Linked DNA regions of Mus musculus: all the other regions are linked to region 5. A link is a contact called in public HiChIP or PLAC-seq, Micro-C and promoter capture Hi-C data. All regions are on one chromosome and are shown on one strand. Each heading gives the region's core, a stretch centred on a gene start, on an enhancer-like site or on the middle of the called end of the contact. The rest is flanking DNA. Distances are from core to core; before and after follow the strand shown. Region 1 holds the start of Tafa3 (TAFA chemokine like family member 3). Region 2 holds the start of Cept1 (choline/ethanolaminephosphotransferase 1). Region 3 holds the start of Dennd2d (DENN/MADD domain containing 2D). Region 4 holds the start of Wnt2b (wingless-type MMTV integration site family, member 2B). Region 5 holds the start of Ddx20 (DEAD box helicase 20). Region 6 holds the start of Mov10 (Mov10 RISC complex RNA helicase). Region 7 overlaps Rhoc (ras homolog family member C).

Evidence for each region. Promoter capture Hi-C pulls out the DNA fragments that hold promoters and counts their contacts. Hi-C and Micro-C count contacts between places; a contact is called where the count stands out from the background. HiChIP or PLAC-seq counts read pairs in DNA pulled down with a chosen protein or histone mark. Capture Hi-C pulls out chosen DNA fragments and counts their contacts.
Region 1: a contact with region 5 is called in a promoter capture Hi-C map of stem cell-derived epiblast-like cells, with 3 times the contacts expected there. The contact joins the promoter of Tafa3 here to the promoter of Ddx20 in region 5. A contact is called at or near these places in 3 of 39 promoter capture datasets (embryonic stem cells, pre-B cells and stem cell-derived epiblast-like cells) and 1 of 115 datasets of contacts at active chromatin or transcription factors (neural tube).
Region 2: a contact with region 5 is called in a promoter capture Hi-C map of liver, with 5 times the contacts expected there. The contact joins the promoter of Cept1 here to the promoter of Ddx20 in region 5. A contact is called at or near these places in 16 of 39 promoter capture datasets (the 3T3-L1 cell line, the C10 cell line, the HPC-7 cell line and 9 more), 9 of 484 Hi-C or Micro-C datasets (B cells, CD4 T cells, LSK cells and 6 more), 6 of 115 datasets of contacts at active chromatin or transcription factors (bone marrow-derived macrophages, effector CD8 T cells, epiblast stem cells and 3 more) and 2 of 9 other capture datasets (adipose tissue and liver).
Region 3: a promoter capture Hi-C map of liver shows a contact between it and region 5, with 5 times the contacts expected there. The contact joins the promoter of Dennd2d here to the promoter of Ddx20 in region 5. A contact is called at or near these places in 14 of 39 promoter capture datasets (the 3T3-L1 cell line, the C10 cell line, the HPC-7 cell line and 7 more), 7 of 484 Hi-C or Micro-C datasets (B cells, CD4 T cells, CD8 T cells and 3 more), 14 of 115 datasets of contacts at active chromatin or transcription factors (the 230-238 cell line, CD8 T cells, the SCID.adh cell line and 9 more) and 3 of 9 other capture datasets (adipose tissue, liver and macrophages).
Region 4: a promoter capture Hi-C map of embryonic stem cells shows a contact between it and region 5, with 2.2 times the contacts expected there. The contact joins the promoter of Wnt2b here to the promoter of Ddx20 in region 5. A contact is called at or near these places in 4 of 39 promoter capture datasets (embryonic stem cells, hippocampal neurons, maxillary cranial neural crest and 1 more).
Region 6: an H3K4me3 HiChIP or PLAC-seq map of bone marrow-derived macrophages shows a contact between it and region 5, with 3 times the contacts expected there. The contact joins the promoter of Mov10 here to the promoter of Ddx20 in region 5. A contact is called at or near these places in 3 of 39 promoter capture datasets (hippocampal neurons, pre-B cells and stem cell-derived epiblast-like cells) and 1 of 115 datasets of contacts at active chromatin or transcription factors (bone marrow-derived macrophages).
Region 7: a contact with region 5 is called in a Micro-C map of embryonic stem cells, with 4 times the contacts expected there. The contact joins the enhancer-like site here to the promoter of Ddx20 in region 5. A contact is called at or near these places in 1 of 39 promoter capture datasets (pre-B cells), 1 of 484 Hi-C or Micro-C datasets (embryonic stem cells) and 1 of 115 datasets of contacts at active chromatin or transcription factors (neural tube).

The regions. Positions count from the first base shown.
Region 1 is chr3:104,775,386-104,779,055 of GRCm38.p6, forward strand. Tafa3 (TAFA chemokine like family member 3) reads right to left here and starts at 2,162. Exons shown (of 7, transcript NM_183224.3): 1 at 1,792-2,162; 2 at 587-711.
Region 2 is chr3:106,546,332-106,549,825 of GRCm38.p6, forward strand. Cept1 (choline/ethanolaminephosphotransferase 1) reads right to left here and starts at 1,471. Exons shown (of 9, transcript NM_133869.4): 1 at 1,349-1,471. Dram2 (DNA-damage regulated autophagy modulator 2) reads left to right here and starts at 1,467. Exons shown (of 9, transcript NM_026013.3): 1 at 1,467-1,589.
Region 3 is chr3:106,483,883-106,487,422 of GRCm38.p6, forward strand. Dennd2d (DENN/MADD domain containing 2D) reads left to right here and starts at 2,158. Exons shown (of 12, transcript NM_028110.2): 1 at 2,158-2,438; 2 at 2,991-3,166. The coding sequence starts at 2,351. It overlaps 2010016I18Rik (RIKEN cDNA 2010016I18 gene), which reads right to left and starts at 2,031. Exons shown (of 2, transcript NR_033207.1): 1 at 1,922-2,031.
Region 4 is chr3:104,960,202-104,963,819 of GRCm38.p6, forward strand. It overlaps Wnt2b (wingless-type MMTV integration site family, member 2B), which reads right to left and starts at 1,508. Exons shown (of 5, transcript NM_009520.3): 1 at 1,096-1,508. The coding sequence starts at 1,271.
Region 5 is chr3:105,685,599-105,689,171 of GRCm38.p6, forward strand. It overlaps Ddx20 (DEAD box helicase 20), which reads right to left and starts at 1,973. Exons shown (of 11, transcript NM_017397.3): 1 at 1,526-1,973; 2 at 1,041-1,135. The coding sequence starts at 1,829.
Region 6 is chr3:104,817,045-104,820,253 of GRCm38.p6, forward strand. Mov10 (Mov10 RISC complex RNA helicase) reads right to left here and starts at 1,261. Exons shown (of 20, transcript NM_008619.2): 1 at 892-1,261. The coding sequence starts at 1,028.
Region 7 is chr3:104,792,488-104,795,939 of GRCm38.p6, forward strand. It overlaps Rhoc (ras homolog family member C), which reads left to right. Exons shown (of 5, transcript NM_007484.2): 3 at 78-198; 4 at 413-543; 5 at 1,383-1,972. The coding sequence ends at 1,556. It overlaps Mov10 (Mov10 RISC complex RNA helicase), which reads right to left. Exons shown (of 20, transcript NM_008619.2): 17 at 3,373-3,452; 18 at 3,207-3,295; 19 at 2,838-2,959; 20 at 2,345-2,753. The coding sequence ends at 2,662. Among named protein-coding and RNA genes, the nearest start is that of Rhoc, 5.2 kb to the left of the region's middle. Within about 2 kb of position 2,129, at least 157 of the 459 cell types and tissues checked have an H3K27ac peak or open chromatin away from gene starts, as enhancers often do. A contact at or near this core is called in embryonic stem cells and neural tube, where this site is marked.

The DNA.
Region 1 (3,670 bases), core at 912-3,411, 910 kb before region 5:
ATAAATAAATAAATAAATGGAAGGAAGGAAAGAAGGAAGGAAGGAAGAAAGGAAGGAAGGAAGGAAGGAAAGAAGGAAGGAAGGAAGGAAGGAAAGAAGGAAGGAAGGAAAGAAGGAAGGAAGGAAGGAAGGAAGGAAGGAAGGAAGGAAAGAAGGAAGGAAAGAAGGAAGGAAGGAAGGAAGGAAGGAAGGAAGGAAGGAAGGAAGGAAGGAAGACCACCTCCTCCCCCATTAGAAGTTGAAAGCTTTGCCCAAGGGCCAGGGTCATGGGTCAGGACCCAGAAGCCTGCCTGAGGCTTTCTCTTCCTCCTGTCTTCTATGAACCAAGCAAGACCTCCAACATCTGTACCAGAAGTGGGTAAGAACCAGAGGCCAAACCCGAAAAGTAGCAACAAAAAGAAGCTGAGAGAAACTAGCCACAGAAGGGGACAGGAAGAGCCCCAGGAGGCCACGGGTTAGCCTGGTCACTGTCCCCAGCAATTGACAGCACAGTTCTAGGAATACCAGGGGCCAAAAAGAAGGAAACAGCTGCTCCCTTGGAGGGGCAGTCTTCTCCTCAATTCTCATCTCCAGATGTCTCACTTACTGTTCCTGGGGTCTTCAGGCCTCTGCCTGTTCATCTGCTGGTCTCAGACTTGTTCCATCTGATGAACAATATGGCGGTTGTTCAGAATGGAGAGAGACCAGACCCCTGGAGGGGCTAAGAGGAAGCTTGGAAGAGAGTAAGAGAAAGGGAGGATGAGGAACTCCAGCTTAGGCTGTCCCAAGGCAAAGGCAGCCATTTCTGCTCTGGGAATCTGCCCTTGCTCCCCTACCCTCCTCCCTCAGACTACAGAGCAGTGGGGGCAGTGACCCTGAGACGAGTGAATAGGCTTTCTTTTTCCTAGGAGTGAAGCAGGGGTGGGAGGGTCTAAGAATCGGTGCTGTCATCTTTCTGGTCTTGGGATAGAGCTAAGGTCAGAAAAGGGGGTGGAGTCTGCCAGCTTTGTCCCAGAAGAGACCGCTGGGGAAGAAGCCCCAGGTCTCCCAGTTCTGTGTCTCCCTCCACCTCTAACCAACCCATCCTGAGCCTTGCTTCCTGGACTCTTCTGAAACTGGCTGAATTCTGCTGCTGTGTCTCAGCCCCACCTCAGAGGGCTAGCCTTGCACGGCAACAGGTCTCTGCTTCCGTGCACAGCCCACAAGAGCTTCTCCACTCTCTGCCAAAGGCCTTTCCTCATTCAGTCCCCAGTGAGAAGTCAAACTGAAGCACATTGCTGGTGATCTGAGGGAGGGCCTATCGAGGGGAATGCAGGTGGGGGTGGAAGGTGTGTGGGGCCAGTCCCCTGGGCATGGGTGTGTCCCCACACTTCTAGATGAACCTCCTTTCTCATAAGTCTTCTTTCTCAGGCTATGCCAGGAACCCTCATTTTGACCATTGCAAATGCCATTCGTTCTTTTCTTGGGGACATCCTATTTCTGGTTGAGTTCTAACCGTGTCTGATCCAACACACACATTTCTCCTAGGTATTCCAGTGCTCAGAGAACCTGGAGAAGATGGGAGACTTGGGCTCTCTGGCGTTCTATTCATTCCCTCCTGGAAAGGTACAGGAGAAGGGAGTTTCTGGGATTTGTTCGTCAGCATCCATAGTCTGCCTCAGTTTCCTTGAGCTGTTTCCCCAATCCTTAATTCAGGCTAAGATGGGGCTGGGAGAGCAGCCTCCATAGCAACAAGAGGTCAACAAGAACCTTAAATCTTGCTTTTGCTTACTTCTGTTCCCTCTAGCATTTATTCTTACTCCTGGTACCCACCTGCTTCACAGCAGTGGCCCGGGTTCAACTTTCTGGCCTGAGGTCCTCGCTGCTTCTGAGCTTGGCATCTAGACTCTCCAAATCGGGCTCTTCGAGGGAGTGGCCAGCTTAGGTGTTGTCTGGTTTTGAGCTCTGTCCGCGATAGATCGTCAAAGTTGTTGCGCCCGAGGAGAGCAGGGGCTCTGGCTAAGCTGGAGTCTCCGGCTTAGAGCACCTAGATGCTCTGGTCCAGCACCCACCAGTTCTGCGGGGCTAGGCCGGGTCCTCCCGAGCTTTCGGTCTGCAGGTTGAGGAGCGCGCAGCCGCTAGACTGGGAGTCGTTCTCGCTACTCCAGCCTTTGCGGGCACCGCCGGCTTCTTCGAAACTGTGTGGGGGTGCTCTGCGGGGAACCTGGGCACAGCTGGCCCGCAGCGGCCTCTTGTGGCGCACAGCAAGTCAGGAATAGAAGCCCACCGACTCTCTTTTCAGGGACAGTTCCTTGAGCAAAACACATCAATTATAGCAGGTCACTAAAACTTTCAGGAATGTGGCCCCTAGTCTAGTAGTTCAAGGAGGTAGGTGGTATTTTGGGATGGGGATAGGCGTTGCATCTGGGAGTAGTATTCATTTAGACCAGCAGTAGGCTGTTACTTAAATCCGAGCTCATTAAATCTTACAATTCAGTTCTTCAGACCTCGGACAGGGTTTCACACCTGTAATCCAGAATTTCGGAGACAAGGCAGGGGTTAAGTGTGAGACCCTATCTAAAACAAACAAAAAAAACAAACAAACAAGCATACATACATACAAACAACAATAAAACTCAAACCAAACCGAACAACCTTCTAAACCCAAACAAAGAAAGAAAAGCACAGCAGGGGTAGGGAGATGGGAAGGTAAGATTGCCTGAAAGTTTGAGGAAGTTTGGTCTGTATGGTTTACACAAGGTTCCAGACCTGCTAATGGCTACTTAGCCAGACCACATCTTCAAAGGAAAGAAAGAGAAAAGGAGGTGGTGTGTGTGTGTGTGTGTGTGTGTGTGTGTGTATAAAATCCAGTTCTTTGTTAGTACAATCAAGTGTTATTTAAGGTGCTTCCCAGGCACTAAAAGCAGACCACTGTATTAGAAGATTCTCAAGTTGCATAGTTTTTGGTTTTTTTTTCTTTGTTTTGTTTTGTTTGTTTGTTTGTTTGTTTTACCACAGGGGTTCCCGGCTGCCACCCGGGAAGGATAGTAAATACTTTCAACGGGCTGGAGAGATGGCTCAGCAACCACACGATGGCTCACAACCATCTGTACAGCTGCAGTGTACACATATACATAAAATAAATAAATAAATATTTAAAAAAATATACTTCCAGCACAGAAGTGCTGCCCTCCTGCGTGGGAGGACCAAGGGTAGTACCGGGGTGGAGAACCAGGCTGCAAGGTTTCACCAGGCATGAATGGCCCTGTGGATAATGGGTGTGACTCTCACCTTGGAAACCAAATCTGAGGTTTCTAGTATCTTCATCAGAAAGACAGTCAATAGTCCCAACAACAAAAATACGACAGGTTCATGTTTTGGGCTCATTAAACACTTGAGGGTAGAAGTGTGCTGTGACTCTGCCTCTTCCCAGCAGAGGTGTATGTACCTGTTAGAGTAAGGAAGGTTTGGGAACGTAATAGTGTGGGGGAAACAAAGAAGGACCCTGCTTCTGGATCCTGAGCATACAGCCCGGGACGGGGCGCTCCCTCTCTCTGGATCTCTCTTTCCAGGGTGCTGAGAATTGAATTCAGGTTATCAGGCTTGGCACTTTTGCCTGCTAAGCCATTCCCCCTACCTCTTTAAGACCAAGTCTCATTATGTAGCCTTGGCTAGTCTGGAATTTACTATGTACTCAGGCTAGCCACCAACT
Region 2 (3,494 bases), core at 221-2,720, 860 kb after region 5:
GGTGGTGCACACCTGTGATTCCAGCACTAAGAAGGTAGAGAGAAGCAGGGGGATCCCTGAGTTGGTGCGGATCTGGTCTACACAGCAAGTACCAGAACAGCCAAGGATACATAGTGAAACTTTGTCTAGAAAAAAAACCCAACCAACCATAAAAAAAAGAAGAAAAGAAGAAAAGAAGAAGAAGAAGAAGAAGAAGAAGAAGAAGAAGAAGAAGAAGAAGAAGAAAGCAAAATGTAGTTTAGAAAAGAAAGTGCTATGCAATAAAATGTAATTGGTAATGTGAGAGTCAGATTTACCTACTTCGTTTCTTAAAAGGAAGGGTTGTGTCTTTATGACCAGCTGTACAGGGACTTCAGTTATTCTCAGCATAGGCTAAATATGTAGCAAAATGATTTTGAAGCTTCAAATCTCATCGAATGCCAATAGTTTTAAATTGGTAATGCTCCAAATGTCTTATACAGTTTCCTTGTGTTTGAGCCAGTCAATTCAACACACATTCTGAACACATTCCTGACAGTTGTAAAGTAGAAAGGAAATATTCTAACAACTTACAAAGTTCCTATACTCGTTGAAAACTGACTATGAATTTGCCTCCTGCTGCAATAGACGTTGCCTGGTGAGTTAGAGTTTTAGCAATGCCATATATTCAACAGCAATGATACAACATTGGTAAAAACTGGTATCAAAATGCCAAGCATCAAACTGGAAAACTCAAACTCGGTAAAATGTAAAGCTTGAGGTTCAGCCAAGCATTCCTGGGAACACAGGCAAAAACCCCAGCAATCTCCTTCTAAGAACGCGACTGAAATAAAACTCTAGCTGGCAATCTCTGAGCCTGTCAATATGGGTTGAAATTTCTAGAAAAGTTGCCCAACAAGAAGCGTGGCCCGAGCCAGGAAACATCACTAACCGCCTCCCAAAAGGACAGCAAAGACCGCACAGGATGCTGCACGGTTCTTGGACTTGGCAACACCGGGCCAGGAGGGTGTGGACCCGCCAGACAAGGTCGGTTCCGCGAAGCCAGCGCCCCAGCCCTCGGCTCACCGGGGGTTAGCCTGGGGTGCTCCCTCCCACGACCACGGCTCGCATACCGCGCAGGCGCCCCTCCACCTCCGACTCCGGAGCCTTCGGGACTGGCCGTCGCCCCTCGCCGTGCCCACAACCCCGCGCGCGAGGCCACCCAGCGCCAGCAAGGACGGCGTTCCCCTTCAGCTAGTCCGTCCGCAGCTACCCAGTTCTGTCTAGCCCAGAGCCTCCGGCCCTCGCTCCGCTCCTCCCGGGACAAAACCGCCCCGCCACGTCCGCAACATCCCCGCCCCTTCCCTAGGCCGGGCCCCCGCAGCCTTACCCCGAACCCAACAAGCACAAGCCTAGAAATAGCAACTCCGACTCCAGGCGACTGAGTGACTGATAGGCGGCAGCACGTTCACGACACTTTCACGATTGCCGTAAAGAGGGGGGACTCAGAAAAGGTTGAGGCGCGCCTCCGAGCTACTCGGGAGCGCGCCCCGGGGCTCCGCCCAGGCTCCTACAGTGGGCCTGTTCTGCACTTTGAGGCTGGAGCTGGCTGGTCGGGGACAGGAAAGAAGGTGAGTGGGAGGGGGAAAAGTGCCTGGCCTGGCGCTCGGCAGGTTTTCTACTTGGGTGCTGTGTCGAAGTGTGGTTCGCAAGCCAAGAGCGAGGGCACAACGCGAGCCCCCTTGGTCCCACGGGCGCGCGAGCCACGCGAACCTCGGTAGCTTCACCTGGTTCCGTGAACTTCGTGACACCCACGACTAGAGTCGCGAGCCAGCTCCGGGAACCCACGAATCACGGGAGATGACAACTAGGCTGAGGTCTCCGCGTCCTACTTTTTCTCTTCTTTAGTACCTCTACCACCACTTCATCCCAAGCGATGCGTCGTGCCAAGCATGGTGTCCCTTATATTTTTCTGGTGCCAGGGACAGTGAAACTCTTGTACTACAAGACTTAGGAGTGTGTGTGCAAGGGGTTGCTTTTGTTGAATCAACTAAGGAAACCTTTGCCCTAATACCCTTTGTCATCCCTGTGCCCTTATTTCTACTTGGTTGGGGCTGAGGAAGTTCAAAACTGAGACCAGTGGTGACCTTGTGTTTACACAGAGCTCTGTCTCCACCCCATGATTGTGTTTCAAAGGGAGTGGTCCCTAGTTGAAAGGAAATCACAAGTCCTGGGAATCCTAACAGCTGCTTTCCTTTGTAAAGCACTGAGACAGGAATAAGTTTTCCAGCTTTCCCAATTTTAATTTACATACCGAATGCAACATTTTTTTAATCTATCGGGGCTGCGTTATCAAATTTTAATTTATTGGCAGTGAAACTAGATGCTTTGAGATTAGCCATTGGAAAATGTTACATTTGTCAAGAGGCCATATTAGAATTTAGGAAAATAGTCCTTGTTATGCTTTGTTTGTGGCCTGATATTTCTATTCGCCTCTGAAAAAAACCTGGGGCCACCTGTTCATTCACTTGGAACATCCAGAGTTTACACTTTTGTTATTCTTTAGTTATTACCACTTAGAAGAGACAACATTAAAAAGGTTCTTTTTATTACCAGTGGCTTTTAAATGCTTATGAAAATAAAAAATGTAACTGGATTTCTGACTCATGGAGCTTCAAAGTAAGCAGAGGAGATGGGTAAGAGATGCAAAAAAATTTGTTAAATATCCTTACTGTTGTGTGAAGTTTTCTTATATATTTTTAAGTCATCTTAAAGCTTTCTTTTTTGGTTCTGGAAATTGAACTTAAGGCCTCTTGTTTGCTATGCAAACACTCTTTAAAAGGGTTCTTGAATGCTTTGACCCATAAAATAGTTAAACATTACACTCGTAATCCTGTTGGTCTGAGACTGCTCTCACGTTTCCTTTTTGGAGGGGAAGGCACTGGACAGTTGTTAGTCTTCCATGTTACTCTTCCTGTCTACTTTGGTTTCTCACTTGTCTCCGAAAGACTCTTAACAATATTTTAAGCCCTGCCTTGCTTCTAAGCAGTCAGTTTAAACAGCTAGAATCTTCAAAGCCTAAACACATACAAGTATTTAATACCTCAAAAAAATTATATGCAGCCATGTATGGGTAGTTATGACTGCAATTTATGAATTGTTATAGTATTTTATACTTATATTTCACATAGAATACTACATCCCAGAAATTTGAAATTTGCCTGAAACTCAATAATTAGAAAGTGTTAATTATGGATTTTTTTAAAAAAAGATAACATCCAGGGGTTAGGGAAATGCTGTGCCAAACAATAAGAAAATTGACTTCCTACAATTAAAACTTTTTTTAAAAATTACCGCTGATAGATCACTATTATAAAAGATCTCAAGCATTAGGTCCTTAAAGGAAACATTTTGCTCACAGTGCTGCATTCTAGTGTTCAGGCCACAGACACTGTTGGTTCATTGGCTAGTATTTGTGTGCTGCTTAAAATCATGTGTTTGAAATGATAATGTATCATCTTTGTATATAGATTTCA
Region 3 (3,540 bases), core at 908-3,407, 800 kb after region 5:
TACCTGGAGGATCTTCCTTGTGGTGGAGGAACAGGAAGGCAGGCATTCTATATGTACCTGGTCACAACTTTAGCACCTGTCAGGTCATATGGGTGTGACTCTTTCATCTTTCTTACTGTCCTCTTGCTTCCTGGGGGATTTCCCCTTCTGGTTCACTGGCTCAGGCTGTTTTGTCTTAGAGATGTGTGTGTGTGTGTGTGTGTGTGTGTGTGTGTGTGTGTGTAAAACACTGGTAGGGAAGACTGTTACGGTGATTCTGGGTTGCTAGCAGTTCAGCAAAGAACACACAACAGCTTTTCAGATCAAGGTTCCCTAAAGTCCCCTCTCTTCCTTCAGGTGGTTGTGGGAGGGGCTTCCTGTTGGAGGAACAAGTATAACCAGACGCCTGACTTCCCTAGAGGAGTGGCTCCTCCCTCAATTAAAATTGAGGATAATAATCCATTCCAGGGCATCCGGGTCAAGTGAGGTGCCTTCTACTATAGAGGAGTTTGATGCATATTGATCCTTCTCGTGCTTTTCTGTGAGAACCCCTTTTGAAAGGGGGAGAAGGAGAAAACACTCTGTTGGATCTTGAGCCTCAGCCCAAAGGTCTTAGTTACTTTTCATTGGTCTGGGATTTCTGACATTGCTGGTCCCTTGTTTCTCCTGATAAAGCAGGAGGAAATGGAGTGAAAAGCCAGCCCCAAGGACTGAGGAAAAGACATTTCCTGAGCTTCTGGGATGACCAGGAAGATGACTCTGGCCCCCCAAGCCATTTGCTCGCCACCCATCCCACTCCACCCACTACCTCTTCCTACCGGGAGATGTTTACTGTGTAATACACCAGAAGGCCTGAGCCTGGATTTGGAACTTTTTATGACGTTCACTTTGTACAGATCCTGTTCATTTTCAATTGCCTCCGAGTGACTTAATGCCTCGGTTTTCCTTTCTGTACTAGGCATGCTCTTGCTCCGTAAGGCAACCAGTAAAGATTATGCAACATGTCTATACAGGCTACAAGTAAGACACAAGTACTTTCTGTGGTGTCTTGCTTCCCCGTTCTCAAGATCCCAACTCTCATCATCTGTACTATGATTGCTGCTTCCGCCACAAGTCAATGTTGGGTTTCTGAGTCCTGCATTTTACCAGTGCCACAGTTTCAGTGCTCTTAGGAGTAGGGTGACAGCCTTCCTTCTTACCATAGCAACACACTCCCTCCCAGAGGGCTGCTAATTCTTTGCAGGAGTGGCAGACACAGGCACCAGATCCTTTTACTTCTTCCCTCCCCATTAAGTTACTTCTGGGCAAAGTCTCCTTCCTCTTATCCTGTACATTTCCTTATTCAGGACTTTCTGTTTAATAACCCAGGGTATCAGCGACTACTTTTCTCCTCTTCCTCAATCTCTAGACATAGTACTGGGCCTGCTGTTTAGCTTGTCCTGGCCCAACCAGAGGAAAGGCTGAGCAGGGGTAGGGGAGGGGTGAAGATGCTCTGTACCCCTACAGCTGCTGATGCAACTAGGCTCCTACTCTAAGCTGGGGACGATTTCCCGAGTCATTGCTTCCTTTTAGTAAAGATGGTGAGAGAAAGGATTCTTCCGGAACCCTGGAATAGTGAGAGAGATTTATGCCTTAGATCAGGAAAGATTGCCAGGGAGGAGTGGGTGAAGTAATCACCTTCACAGCTATTCTGTATATCTGGGCCTCTCAGAGGTGGGCCTCTCCTGTTACAAGTTATTAGTACATTTAGAGAATGAGTGGGCAAGTCTACTTATCTGAATCAGGGCAATCTGGCATCTTGGCTGCAAGAAGTGTTCAGTCCTGGGTTCCTGAAGATCCTTGATGTTTTAGATTCGCCAGTTGGCCTGGTGGGACTTTGCAGCTCCCGACGATTGCTTGAAAAGGTGATCGTGAGCAGTGGAGGATGAGGGATGTAAAATACCTGTGCTGTGCCCCACGAGGCACTGGAGTCCATAGTCTGATCTTCACAGGCATCCCTCGCTGCCTGGGTTTGTAAATAAACTCACCACATGGTCTGCAAGCACTGGAATTGAAAGCCCTTGGCCCAGAAGCAGCTGTGCCTTGAGATGTTTGCTCATGACCTTTTCTGTTACCACACCCTGGGGCTCTTGGGAGGAGCCAAGAGCTGAGTTGTAGTGCCAGGATGCTGCTTCTGTCAGTGCCCACACTAAGCTGCCTCGTGGGTCCTTTCACATCCTTCTTGCTCAATTACGGAGTACACAGGATGGAAACTGCTCTCTGCCTTTGGGAGACAGCGTGTGGCTCAGCTCAATAAAGTTGTGATTGGAGACCAAGGCAGAAGGCACTTTCTCAGGCTTTCTGTGGCCAGCCTGAAGGAGAAAGAACATCCATGCCCCCAAAGCTCAGAATGATGGAAGGACAAGGGGTAGGCCGAACCCTCAGGCTGCTCCGAAATCGCTTGCCACGACTTCGAGCAGGTCAGAACTGGATTGCCTACTTCCTTTTTCGGATGATCTTTTTATGGGCTGATTCCTGCTGTAGTGATCCTCTTTTTCCTTTATATGCTCAAACCCACATGGCCCCCATGTGGTCAAGCCAGGAGGATTGCCTTATCAGTTTGCAGAGCTAGTCCCGTCTGTTGCAGAGGTCTTGCTATAATTACCAAAAAATGCCCTATGGGTCTACTCTGATTATTTAGTGCAAATTTACTCAGGGCTCACAAAATACCCAGAACTGTTGCATCAGGCAGACTATACAGTGTCAGGCATCAGGCCTCCAAGAACCTCCACAGCATGGCATGGCTCCTCGGTTCTACATCAGTGTTTTCTTTTCTTCCTGTGTCACTCCACAGTTTCAAGTTTCCCAGGGCAGGTATGGAAATTGCCCCCTTGGCTCTGATCCTGCCTGGTGGTGCCTGGTCAGGCTTGGCACTGTAGCCTTGAGGCATGGTTGTTGCCCAGATTCTCGCTCGCACTACAGAATGGAGGAGTGGAAAGAATACTCAAGAGACCCTTGCATCTCCATTTTAGGACAATCCCAGAACAATCCTGGGGAAGCTGTCACAGAGCCAGAAAGGATCCAGGAGCATTCTCCATCTAGCTTTGCTGGAGGCCAGCACTTCTTTGAATACCTTCTTGTTGTTTCTTTAAAGAAAAAGCGTTTAGGGGATGACTATGAGCCCACGATCACTTACCAGTTTCCCAAGGTAAGGATGGAGGGAGAAGTGGGGCCTGAGGATGGAGGTGGGAGGACGAAGGTGTGTTTAAAAGGTAATAGAGGAGTTCTATGTCTTACCACGCTGCCTGGGCTCTAGCCCTGAGCTCACTGCTCTAGTTTCCTTTGTAGCCCAGCCCTAGTTTTCTGTAATCACCCAGAGAATCTAGGTCTGACTGCTTTGTGAAGGACTGACTGAAACTCTGGAGCAGGGAAACAATGCTCTTGCCCCTGTGGGAAACCTTCAGTTCTTCCAAATTCCACCTCAGTCACCTTTTCCTACAGGAAAACTCAGCTTCTGCTGGAACTACTAAGAAGGGATGGCCTTCCTGGTTGTGTGGTAGAGAATCAAGCAGGCCCCCGACT
Region 4 (3,618 bases), core at 258-2,757, 730 kb before region 5:
GTCCAGGGGAGAAAGCAGCTACAGGGTGCAAGAGAAGAGACCTCGCTCTGTGGGAGGTAGGGGTGGGGGTGAGGAGGGGGTGCTTGTTTCAGGGGAGGAGCAGAGCAAGCGGGGAAGGGAGACACTACATGTTAGAGAGGGCACTGGCCCAGCCCAAGAGGCCAGTTCGACTGGAGAGGTGAGGAGGAAGGATGAGCCATCCGAATCTTTTTGCAGTCCGATTCTACCCTCCTTGCCCTTCCTGGAAAGAGGATGCGTATCCAAAGGGGGATGAAGGAGTCCTGGGGCCGGGTCGGGAATTCTACAAAGAACACAGCAGGCATCCGGTGGATCCTGGACGCCTTTTGCCTCATCTGCCCTTTGGAAGTGTCTGAAGATTAAGGCCTGCAGGAAGAGATCTGAAGAGAGGGTCTCACAACTCTTGAGACTCTAGAAGCCCCTGGGGCTTGGGGAGGAAAGGCGGGAGGTTATGTTATCTGGGACAGGAAAGCAAAAGGGGGCATCGGTGTTCCAAATTACACCCTCAAAGCCAAGGCTGGTGACAAACGCCTGCGTTATGCAACCCCAAGGATTTAATTTGTTTCGGTTGTGGGCATTAGGGGAAGTTTGTGCCTCAATTTCACTTCTAAGCCTTTCCGTGGATGCTACTGGCTCGTTGTGTGGGCTAGACTAGCAGAGGGATGTGGGGGACAGCCAGCTGCCCCCCCTACTCGTGTCTCCAAGGGCTCTTAGGTGGTGTAAGGTTTTTTGAAGACCATGACCATGCCAAACAGACACTGCAGGATGTGGAGAGGCGACTAGTTCCCACCCTGAGAGAGAATCACCAAGTAGCTTCTGCGGTAGAGGTTTCAGTAGAAATACCAAGGGGCACAATGGGGCAGCCTAGGGGACTTCAACCATCAGCTCCCTCCTTCCAGATGCCCAGGGCTCTCCTCTCCAGCGCCTCATTTTCTCCAACTCCTCACTGGCCACTGGAAACTTCTGGGACTGTGTCCTTCCTCTAATTCCTCCTAGGCAATTCTGGTGCCTAAGCAGCCGATGCCCAGAGCAATGCACTCGTTCCAGTAAGCCTACCAACCCCAGAACCATACTTACCACCAGGACGTGTCTACACGGGCCGGCAGAGTCAGGAGTAGCAGCAGCAGCAGGCAGGCAAGACCCAGGCGGGCGGAAGATGGGGACACGTCGGGGGCCGTGGGTCTGGGCACGGGGACGCGGGCACGCCGAGGGGCGAGCTGCGCGGCTTCATCCTCACCCTGCAGCTTCAGCATAGCTCCCCGCAGACTCCCGCCCCGAAGCCCGCAGGGCCGTGGACGGGCACTGTCTGGGCTTCCTCAGGCGTCTCCTAGATCGCCCCACAGAGTGGCCATGGGGACCATGGGCGACCGAGGACCTCAAGGCACGTGGAGCCCGGGAGCCAGACGCAGGGTTCCCAAGAGCGTGCAGGGCCAGGAGACCGACGAGCGCTGAGCCGGGTGTGGGCGGTCGGGTGCGGTGTCAGTGGCTCCGGGGCGCGGAGTGCGGCGGGGGCCAGAGCGCGCCGACAGCCCCTGCGGCCGCAGCTCTCATTGGACGGGGCGGGGCGGGGCCGGGGACACGCGCGGCCTTCAGCGCGGCTCCGCCCGCGCCAGCCCGGGTGCTCCCCGGCGCCCTAGGTGTGGCGGCCGCCTCCTCCCCTCCGTTCTACGGGGCGCCACCGCGCCGCGTCCCCACCTGCTCTGGCCACCCGCGACGGGGCTCTTCCCTGCCTGCAGCCCCCTGTCCCTACCGACGCCACGCCACGCCACCGGGTCCTAGCGCCCTTCACTCAGCAACGCGGACCACTGCGTTTGATGGCAAGGAGCACACGGTGTGTGTGGCGAGGGAGAGACGTGGAGAGGGTTGCGGACACTTCCAGTTCTTTAAGTACAGAAGATGCACTTTCTCTTGGTCCTCCCATCCTTGCGCTTCTAGGAAACTGGTAGACACCCGGCCAGCAAGAGTTGCGGGATAGTGGGACTCCTTTGGCCACACTGCCCTCAGGGGTACCACCGTAGGCAACCGGCCTCGGGCGGCGGACCCTCTCAAGAAGGACTCAACGTTCCCTCCACCCCGCCCACCGCTTCTCCCACCCACTCTCGTCCCGCCCGTCGTTGAGAGTCTTGTCCACCTTGGTGCTTTCCCCAACTCAGGGCAGCGCAGCCACCCAAGAAACACACCTGCGGGCGGGACGCAGCCGCCTGCCGGTGCCCTGACGGCTGGCCAGGGCTCGGCAGAGCTCGGTCTCTCCCAGTATCTCCGTCCCCCACCCCCTCGGGCGGAGCTGCGACTGGGAAAGAATCAGAAACAGCTGGGCTGCTTTCCCGCACCAGAGGCCGGGGTGGGGGTCCTGCGGAGAGGGTGGAAGCCCTGGTGCCTTTTCTCCCCCCTCCCTTTCCACCCTTCTTCCTCTCCACTGGTCCCTCAGTCCCGCAGAGTCGGGGAGGTGGGGTAGGGTAGTTGGGAAGAGGGTTGAAAGGATACCTTGCTCCTTTTGTATGCCCCACCCCCGACCCCCAACGGGCTCTCACTTCCCTATGTGTGAAGTTGAAGCTCCATAGGGGCACAATGATCCTTACTGAAACACAAAAGTTCTTTAAAGCCCAGATGGAGCCTTTCAACTGGAGACTTCCTCTGAGGTCTGGCCTAACTCCTTCAGCCTCAGTTTCTCCTGCCCAGCCTCCCATTCCCAGGTTGTTTTTCATGCCTCTCCTCGTGATTTTATCTAAACTATATAGTTCTGATGTAAACATCACGCTGGCCACTGCCCACCCACCTTAACCCCAAACTCACTGTCAGTCCGTGTTTGGTGGGGGTGTTAGAGATGCCAGAGTGTGAAGGACAGGGTACAGCTGGCTGCAGACATCTCAGAGACAGAGAAGAGAGAACAATTCAGAGGGGCGTTCATCCTCTCTCCCCTCAACTCAGTCCTCTGCCTGCAGTTTCTGTGGTAAGAGGCAAAGTAGATGTGCCAATTCCACAAACATTATTTTCTTTCATCTGATAGAGTCGTGCTTGGCTCCAGGAAAACACACACACACACACACACACACACACACACACACACACACACACACACACATCAAAAAAGCATTTCTGCCTTCAAGGAGCTTACACTTTATTAAGCAAGACAGATAATAAACACAGATAATAAGCACGGGGAATGCTACAAAGTAGAGAGTGCAGAGAGGTGGGGGGGGGGGGGCGCTGTGGGCAAATCCGGCAGGGTAAAGGGGCCTCATCATGGTGATAATGAAGAGAGGGTATGAGCAGGCAGGAAGTAAGCTGGGCACACTGGGGCAGAGCACTGTAAGAAGCAGAGTCAGTAGACACCCCGAGGCAGGAGCCATCAAAGCAGTCAGCTAAATGGAGCAGAGTGCCCTAGGCAGGAGGAGGGGAGTTCAGATAAGTAAATGGAGGGTAATCTAAGGTCGGAAGGAGAGAAGGTGCCCACCGTCATTGGGCTGTGTGGATGGAGGAGGGGCTGGACTGGTTTTGGATGAGAAGGGGGGAGGGGTGAATTCAGGAAGCAAGTGGAACCAGCAGCTAGCTATGTTGTTCCCCTCCTCCGGAGCCCCATTCCTACAGCCTGGTAGACTT
Region 5 (3,573 bases), core at 723-3,222:
AAACTGCAATGTAACTACTGGAAATGAACATACTGGTTTTAAAAAAAAAAAGACTAGGAAATAAGACTTTTTAAAAATCCCTTAACTCTGGGCACACATCACAGATTTGGGTACTTTATTCTCATTCTCTCTCTCTCTCTCTCTCTCTCTCTTTCTGATTTTCCCAACTATAAATTATTATGTAGTATTACTTTGATACTACATAATACACAGGCACTAATTATTTTAATAATATACCTTAAAAATATGATTTTTACTCAAGTTTGGGATTTTGTCTGTTGCCAAGTATTACAAAGCCAAAACTCTCAACACATCCTAAATCTCAAATAAATTAGCCAATGTACTTTAAAAAGTATATTCATTATCTCCCACGGTTTCGTGGATATAGAACTCAAAGATTCTAGACAACAAATACAAGAATCCTGGGTTTAAAGGAATCACATTGAAGATCGACCATCTCAAAAGCCCCCTTTTGAAGTCAGCCATCACTACACACTCCAGACGACAGTGTCAGGATCACATCTTATTCACTGTTTAATCCCTAGTGCCTACTATAGTATTTATATGTAACAATGGCTAAACAAAGCTTTTTAAAGAATGATCCCCCAAACCCAAAGCTGAGTAGGACAATCTTAAAACCATATCCCGAGGCAACCTAGAAAATGAGAGATCAATACAACACATACACAAGGCTTTAAGAACCACCTGAAATTTCTGCCATAGCACAGTACTTACTAATCCAGAACTTCTACCTTCTATGTCTAATCCCACTCTAGTCAGAAAGTAAATGAATTTTTAATTGTACGATTCCAACTGACAAATGGTCGAGATGTACTTATAACAGAAAATTCCAACTTTAAAATACTGGACGTAGCCTTGGCCACAACTCACCGACGTGACCATCTAGTTTACTTCCCTAACTTGCATACGCTTTGGTCCGGCCTCTTCAAACTCACCATCTGGAAGAGTTACTAGTTTGTCACGACTCTCAATAGAGTCACGTGCTACACACCCCCTTCCGGATCCTGAGTTAGACTCACCTGAGTACTATAGTTTTCAAGAATCAGAGAGTCCAGAGCAATGGTGGAGAATACACAAGTTTTTCCAGTGCCCGACTTAGCTTGGACAATTAAATCTGAGGAAGAAAAAAATTATATATATTACATATTATTACCTAGATTTACTGATGCCACCAGATACCAAATACGAGAAAGGAGAATGAAGAGGTTCTCTGCCATGAGGACCTAGTTGCCACCTGTATTTTTGGTTGACTCTCAAACGCGCAGGAGGTGTGCTTGATGCCCCAATCTCTTAACCACCGAGCTACCTCCCCAGCCCTTTGCGCCCCGAATCTCTGCCGCTCACCTTCTCCAACTTGGACTCCATGCTGGAAGAAAGTCCTACCCTCAAATTCAACTGCGCGCCTTAGAGCCTGGCTTAGCCCCGCGATGGCGCGGAGCCGGAGCTCTCCGGGGGCCACGCCGTCCCCTCCTTCCCCCCACCGCCGGCCGGCCCCGGTCCTCACCGAGCCCGCAGCGCCCCAACGGGATGGCCTTGAGCTGCACCGGAGAGGGTCTCTCGAAGCCGGCCGCCCGCAGACCCTCCAGCACCGGTCGCGACAGCAGCAGCGACTCGAAGTCCGCGGGCTCCGCCAGCACCACGTCCCCGGTACGTGTGCGCGGCCCGCCGATGTCGTGTGCGGTCCGCTGGGTCCACGGGGATGCCGGAGTCGGCTCCACAGCCTGCACCGGCGCGGCCGCACGCTCCGCAGCCATAGTGGACTCGGAGGTTGTCAAGGCCGCCGGGACTTCAAACGCCGCCGCCGCCATGGTAGCCGCGCCTCCAGATCTCGCGATATTTAGACTTGAGGCGGGGCTCCTGGGAGCGAGAAGGAGAAAAACTTTATTGGCAGCCTCCCGGAGAAGACACGGACACGCCTGGAAGCGGAGGGGAAGAACGGAAGTCGGAGGCTGTCACTCTAGGAGGGAGCAGAAAAAAAAAAAAAATGTAGCCTGAGAAAGAGGCGGGAAGAGCGAGGGAAGATGAGGCTACCGGTGTGTTGCCGCCTGCGGCCTGCAGAGGGCGCCGCGTGCCCTTGGTGGGCGCCGCCCGCTGCCGGCCTCCCGCGGCTCTGAGTGCCTGGCCGCGCGGCGGGGCTCCAGACCCGAGCGCCCAGGACGCGCTTTGTGACGCAGCTCGCGAATCGGTCGCCGTCGCCTGGGCTTGGAGTCGGCTCCTTGGGTCAAGCTCGGCTGTAGCCACGCCGAAGTCTTCGCGATCCGTACCCTGTCGCGTGACGGAAGTCTCCTGATATTTAAGTGGAAACCTGGACTGCACGCCAACTCCTAGGCTCTGCTTGATCGCTCTCTCGGAAACCCTAGGCTAATAGACGTCTCGGGTCCAACGGATCTTTTGTGTGCCCTTCCTCCGTTATGGGGTGGGCAACTAGCACACCACTTTCCCTTCCTCTAGACCCACTCATGTGTCACCCTGTCAAAGAGGCTTTTCTTGAAATCTTGAGTGGTTTCCATCCTGACTGCTTCCTGGCCTTTCCCATTATTCCCACCACTATCCCCGAGTTTGATTATTTGGTTTGATTGGCTTAGTTAGTTGGTCTGTTTATTTTCTAAATCAGAGTCTCCCTATGCCGCTCAGGCTGGCCTCAAATTGGAAATCCTCCTGGCTCAACTTTTCAGATACTGAGATGACATGTGTGTGCCACCATACCTGGTCAGGTTCTTCATGATACAACTACCTAAAATGTTTATTGTCCACCCCCCACCACCACCCCCACACACACTTTCCATGAGGACAGAAAGCTATTCTGATTTGTTCCCTTCTGTCTCTGGTAGGAGAAACATAATCTGGCACGTACTAAATACTGTTTTTTGAAAGAGCTCTTAGAACAAAGCTTTAGTCATGCTTCCAAATGTAAGCATATCTTTATTACTTTTCTCATTGATGATGATGGACTGAGTCTCAGAACCTGTAAAAGAACCCCAATAAATGTCCTTGGCCATGGTGTCTCCTTACAGCAATGGAAACCCTAACTAAGACATGTTTGCTTAGAAATTAACAAAGCACTAAGCAAACGTCCACTATCCAAATGAAGGAAGAGGAACTAAAGATCGCAAGCTTCCTCATAGTTGCCCACATCTTTCACCCACCCAATCCACAGATGACAAATCTGAGGATTCCTTTTTGCTTTGCCTTCACCCTCTTTCTATCAAACTACTGTCAAATACTTGTGTCTCCAAATGTCTCATCCACTCCTTTACCATCTCCATAGTATCTACCCTGGGTCTTCTGGTCATCCTAACTGTTGCAAAACCCTTCTAGATGGGCTTCCCTGTCCAGACCATGAACCTCAGAGGCACAGAAATTACTTCCTTTATCTTTCTTTTTCCTAAGAGTTGAATCCATGATGTTGGCATACTACACAAACACTTCACTGTCTAACCACACTCCCAGTTAAAGAGTGAAACTCATTCCTCACTTCTTCCTCTCTCTCAGTCTCTTTTTCTGTTGCTGTGCCAAAAGCACCTTTAGGGAGAAGGTTTGGGTTGGGTTTGG
Region 6 (3,209 bases), core at 11-2,510, 870 kb before region 5:
TAATGTTCCTTTTAAGACATGTTCATGAATAACAGTAATATTCTGGTTAACGCGGACTCCTACCTTCTCCCCTAGCCTCAAGCTACACTATCATTATTAATTCCGTCTAAAACTCGCCCCAAATCACGTAACAGCAGCCATATCTCACCCATACTAGCATTTTGGTCAGTTGCAAGGCAAATCTCTCAAAATCTGTTAAGGCCCAATCCCATTCCCCTGCTTACTAGTGCACCTCTTTACACTCATCCCAGCTAAATTGCTTCTCCGGCTTCCATCCATAGCAGCAGCCTGTTGCTAGAGGTGTTCGTCTATGGTTTGACAGAAGTCTCTTTGATTTTTTTACTTGGGTGGTAACAGGAAAAGGAAACCAAATATCTTCAGCCATAGGGAAAAGGGGCCTCTAGGAGGCTGTCCCTGGCCCCGAGTCTCCATGGAGAAGCCACAGGTGCTAAGGGAGGTTTGATTGCCTACGCAGTTTGTGTTCTTTTCTCCCTAAAGCTCCCCGAGATTCTCCCGCCTACCCTGGGCCTCTTCAGCTCTCCCGCAGCGTGGACCCTGCAGGCAGTCCTCCCTTAACAAGGGGGCGGGGATCCCCGCTTGGCCCGCGCCTGCAGCGCCTTCCCTGTGGGACTCCCCTCCCCCACCATCGAGCCCCGACCACCGCGAGCCGCGCGTGGGCACCGACCCCTCCCCGCCGGGCTGGGCTGTGCAGAGCGGGCGGGCTACGGGTGGCGCTGGCTGGGCGTGGGCAGACGACGGAGTAGGTCTGCCAGGACCGGACCGGCCTGATCGGCCCCGGGCTGCATCCCTGTGCACCCGCGGCGGGAAGGTGGCCCCACCACCCGGGGCGCTGGCCCCGCGTCTTGGGGCCCGTGGTGGGCCGGCCCGTACCTGGGCTTGAAGTCGTGGTTGTAAATCGTCCGCAGCCGCTCACGATCTGTCTCCAGGTCCAGTCCACGTTCGGCCAGAAAACTCTCGAACCTCTGGCCGGTCTCCCGGAGCTTTCGGCAGCTGAACTTGCTAGGCATCGCGGCGGCGGCGGCTGCGGCCCAGGCAGGAGGGTCCGCGGAAATGAAACTGAAAGTCGCCGCCGCGGTTTAGAGTTGGCTGGTCTGGGGTGAGGGTGCAAAGGGGAAAAGCCCCCTACCTCTGACGTCTGCTCCGGCCAGCCACCTTCTCCCCGACTGCCTCCCCTCCTCCGTCCTTCTCCTACCTGAGCCTTCCTTTCGGTCTCTTCGTCCTATCCCCTCCCCCCCTTCACATTAACTCTTTCCTAAGGAGTCTGACCCCTCCCTCAGGGCCCTCCCCTTACCCCGAGCTCCCTCCCCTGGCAGCGAGCCAGGATCCGAACGTGGATATCGCCTGGGGCCCCCTAAACAGCCCGGAGGACCTTGGAGCCTCAGCTAGGGCTACTCCCACGCCCACTCTCCAGAGCCTCGGGACATAGAAAAGCTGCAGAGCAAAGGGCAGAGCCCCGGACATGGGTCGGCTGCAGCTGGACTGGGGCCGCTCGTCCAGCACCTCCCCCAGACTGCCAGGGACATAAACCAGTACGGAAGCGAGCGGCACGCCCCCTCCCCCATTCCCTCCCTCCTCTGGCTTTCTGATACAGAGGAAGGCAGAAGTCAAAGTTGTGTGTGTGTGTGTGTGTGTGTGGGGAATGGATGGAGGGAGAGCAAGTGTCTCTATAGATAAAGGGGTGTGCGTGTGGGAGAGAGGGACAAGAGCTTCTGCCAAGACCCAGTCCTTGCTTTTCTGGGTCACACAGGCTTCATAATACTTCAAGGTTGGAGATTCTTGCTCTTGAGCTATGCATTTGGGCACTCGGTTTGTGTTACTCTTCACTACTTATTGGCAGTAAATCATGATTGCCCAGCCAGTCAAAAAAACATTAGCACCTAGAGAGCCAGGCGTGCTAGGCAATAAATGGTTAACACTGACAACATTAGTACCAGGAAAAGAAGTAGACCAATATGCTTAGGCAAACTAAGGGGTGGGGCTACTATAACAACAAATGTAAAACAAGCCTTCTGCACCTATTTATCCCCTGGAATGAAACTAAAAAACAAAAACAAAACCCAAAACAAACAAACCCCATACACACTACAATGAGAAAGTGAGAAAGGCTTAATCTACCAGAATTCCACATGTATCAAAGTTACTGTTCTCCAAGGTTCCTTATAGGCAGCAACAGTCTAACCCAGGGTAGGGAATGCCCTGAACAGGGTCAAGTTCCCCCTTGGTTAACTACTCCTAAGCCAAGAGTATGCTATGCAGTCAGGAATGGAGACTACAGGAACAGGGAAATCTTACGTCCTAGAAATTGATGTAAACTCGAGGGAAAAACTAGGAGTAGCCAGATGCTTAACACCTCCAGACCTTCCCATCCACTTTATATGATGCAGGCTCAGAGAAGATAATAGACTTCTAAAAAGTACTGTTGTTTTGGGGCACAGTGGTCCAAGCCTGTAATCCCACTTCTTGAGAGTCTGAGGAAGGTCTACTAAGAGTCTGAGCCACTTTGGGTTACACAGCAGGACAGTCTCAAAAACAAAATTGCTATTCTTTATCATTTCAAAATCCTACAAATACACCTATGATGAGCACAATAAAAGTGCCTTTTAGACATACAGAAATAGCTTAGTTAGGAATCCCAATGCACCCAAGGCTACACTTGATAACCAGAATCCAATGACATAATTTACTCAAAATAACCAGACACATGACTAACTGAAGAACTAAAAAGGCTTTTTTTTTTTATTGTGCCCTTCACACTATCACACATTAACAATTCAGACCAGCAAATCTGGTCACCTGAGGACCTCAGCCCTTTCTCTGGATTATCTGAACATTCTCAAAACACAGACAGTAGTCCATGTAAAAACTTGAGTAAGTTTTGAATGGTGAGTGGCTTTGGTTACAATGTGACATCTCTACTTGTCTTCTGGAAGGCTCTACTTTGAAAGTTACTGTTTTGATGCATTCGGTTTTAGAATGCCTGCCCCCTCTCAAAAATCACCTCAGCTCAGTCATTTCCTGGAGCTTTCATTACATCTTTCTCTTAAGAATTGGACTTCCAAGAAGTAAGGTTGATGGTATTGTGAACAGCAGCAGCAGTCTGTAACTGTATGTGAAATAAACTCTAAGCTTCTCAGGGGGGATTTTTTTTAAGACAAGATTTCTTTGTGTAACAGCCTTGGCTGTCCTAG
Region 7 (3,452 bases), core at 879-3,378, 890 kb before region 5:
GATGAGTGATTTCAGAGGGCCTCAGGGTGGTAGGGTTGGGGCCCTCAGGCCAACTGCTCAATAGCCTTGTGTGTCAGGTGGAGCTGGCTCTGTGGGACACAGCTGGGCAAGAAGACTACGATCGCCTGCGGCCTCTCTCCTACCCGGACACTGACGTCATCCTCATGTGTTTCTCCATTGACAGCCCTGACAGTTTGGGTAAGGCTTTGGAAGAATCTTGGGAGCATGTAGGTCCTGCAAGTCTCCTTTGCTATAGAGACAGTAGCCCTTGGGGTGAGGAGTGTTCACTGCAAAGGGCTTTGAGCTGTGCAAGGTACTGCCTGTTCAGTAGACTCCAGGGCTGCTATAGAAGACCTGGCTTCTGTTGCTAAGTAGAAGTGGGTACATCCACGTTTTGGTGATATCTCTGCAGAAAACATTCCTGAGAAGTGGACCCCAGAGGTGAAGCACTTTTGTCCCAACGTGCCCATCATCCTAGTGGGGAATAAAAAGGACCTGAGGCAAGATGAGCATACCAGGAGAGAGCTGGCCAAGATGAAACAGGTGGGTGGGGCTGCGCTGCTGGTGGTGAGGCAAGTTTCCCAGCCGAGATGCAAACAGCTGATAGCCAGTGGTAGCGGGACTGTGACGTTCATCTGCTGTCCTGTCCGAATGCTGGGAAGAACTAGAAGGGCCCCCAAGTAACTGAAGTATCAGAGAAGCGACTTGCCCGAGGGTGTGGGGGCTGTGTGTTAAGAGTTCCCTGGGGAGGGAGGGCATTATACACTGCTGGGAGAAGGCTCAGAGGGGTGAGTACTCGAGGACTTGCTAAATAACTCTAGCCAGTGGACTGTTTTACTTAGGGGAAGGTAGGCTATCTTGGGAGGCTAATTAAGGCTTTAGGTGGGGGTTCAGTCTCTGTTAGTAAAAGTACTCTGGTAGCTATGTAGTATAGACGAGAACAGTCTCAGCCTGTGGGTCATGACCCCTTTGGGGCTGCATGTTAGATATCCTGCATATTAGGTATTTACATCACGATTCATAACAGTAGCAAAACTACAGTTATGAGGTAGCAACAAAAATAATTTTATAGTGGGGGGGTGTCCCCACAACATGAGGAACTGTATTAGAGGGTTGCAGCACTAGAAGGCTGAGCGCCACCAGACTAGAGAAGACGGAGTATGAAGTCAGTTGGGCAGTAGGTACTTGTTCAGGGGGGGAATGGGTGCCGTAGGGGTGAGGCTGGGCGGGGGAGGGATCAGACAGAATTCTGCAATGGCAACCTGGGTCTTATGTCCCCAGCCTGGAAACTGGCCGTGGTAGCTGGACCTAGGAATTCTGCAGGGCCAGTCTGGAGGATGCTCAGTTACCCCTTCTTTTGACCCTGTATCTTGTCTTATCAGGAGCCGGTTCGATCTGAGGAAGGCCGGGACATGGCAAACAGGATCAGTGCCTTTGGCTACCTCGAGTGCTCGGCCAAGACTAAGGAAGGGGTGCGGGAGGTATTTGAGATGGCCACTCGGGCGGGCCTACAGGTCCGGAAGAATAAGCGCCGGAGGGGCTGTCCCATTCTCTGACTTCCCCAAAGCTTCCTCAACCCTCCCACCCTTCCCTTCCCAGGGGTACAGTTACCCTCCCCCACGCCATCCTTGTAGGACTCCATGCTGCCAGTTTCTTTTTTGGTTCCTTTCTGCCCAGGACTGCATGAGTTTCCCAGCCCCAAGTGGGGGCTGCTAGGCCCTTCCTCCCTGCCTCTGGGAACCGGGCTGGTGCCCTGCCTTTCCTGAGCAGGGCTCCTCCTCCAGAAGCGGTGGTCCAGGGGGTGGGGCTCTTAGTCCCTCTGGCCTTCCCCATATTACACACCAGCACTTTATATATTTTTGGCTCACAGGAGGAGTCTAGGGTAGGGACTGGGGTTTCTGCTTTGGGTAGTAGCCTTGTTATTTGACTTAACTTGGTGGGGACATGAATAAAGGTCAAAGGTTGCACCGTGTGTGGCAGCTTCCTGTCTTTACTGGCCTACCTTGGCTGTGAGCCTGGAGTCCCATCTTTTCCTCTTCATTTCCAAGTTGCTGGCTAGGCTGGGCCCCTGTCTGCTGAGGCAGGGCTGGGGGCGGAGGCAGCAGGGGACAGGGTGGAGTCTAGTACAGGATGAGGTCATGTTTGGCAGACTGCCTGGGTGGGTGAGGGGAGTGGTCTGGACCATTGGCTAAACATAGATGCCTGTGGGTTGGTTCCCTGTCCATCGGGTTTCCTCCCCGCTAAGCAGCTATGAAGGGGCGTGGCTCTAGGCAGAAACCCTCCTGGAGGGTCATCTTGGGGGCACAGGAAGCAAGACCAGGCTGATGAGACACACGCAAGAGGCTTTTGCATAGAACAGCATTTTGTTTTTCTTAAAGCAGCTCAGGGGCAGAGTGCTTGCCTAGCATATTTGAGGCTCTGGGTTCGATCCCCAGCACTGCAAAGGAGAGGGTTTAAAAAAAAAAAAAAGCTTTCTTCCTCCCCCTTCCTCCGAGTTTTAGCAGCTTGGGTTGTCTTCCCTAGCAGAGGAAGGGGCGGAATGGTCTGGGCTGTAAACTTCCCGGCCTTCCCATCTCTTGCAGGGACAGGAGAGCTGGGTTCTGGGTCAGGGATAGGCAGCAATAAGGCTTGGCTGGTGTGAGAAGGCGGGCGGCTGTGGCCTCAGAGCTCATTTCTCCACTCTGGCTCCACTTGTAAGGGCAGGCCCCCTTCACCCTCCCGCTCCTGGGGGAGATTCTGGTGACGGCGGGGCCCTGGGAGAAAAAAAAGAGACATCCTTGGTTATCCTGCCGGCTTCCCACACTTCACCTCCCTGGCCCAGCAGGGCCCATCCATACCTGAGGTAGAGGGGCTGAGTTTGCTCAGACCTTGGAGCAAGTCCTGTCCCTGCTGCAGGTCCAGTTTGGCAGGAAAGGGGCACCCGGTATATCCCCCGTTTTCTTTACAGAACTCCAGGAACCTGTGGGGTTCAGAACATCGGCATGCATGGGGAACTGCCAAGGAGCCGAGTCTGGCGGCCTCTGCTCGGCACTGTCACATCTGAGGCAGAGTTGCTCCACCTCACTTATTAATACAGGGTGGGCATTGTTAACACCAACAGCTCTGAGGACTAAGGGAGAAGTAAGCCAGTGCTTGTCGAGGACAAACCTGCCCCAGGCTGGGGCTCACGGTGGCTAAGAGCAACTATGGGGGCTGGGAACACTTACGTTTTCCAGTCTGGGTCGTGGCCTAGGAGGAGGGGGTTGCCCACTACGATGAGCAAAGCCTTGGCTCGGGTCACAGCAACATTGAACCTCTGGATGGAGGAAGCGGTGATGTCATCAAAGGGACAGGCCCCATGGAAGGACTCACGCCACCCACAAGCCTACCAACCTTGGGGTTCTTAAGGAAACCGAGGTTAAAGTCTAGATCCAGCTGTACAAAGCTCTGGCTGCTTCGGACGGTGGAGATGA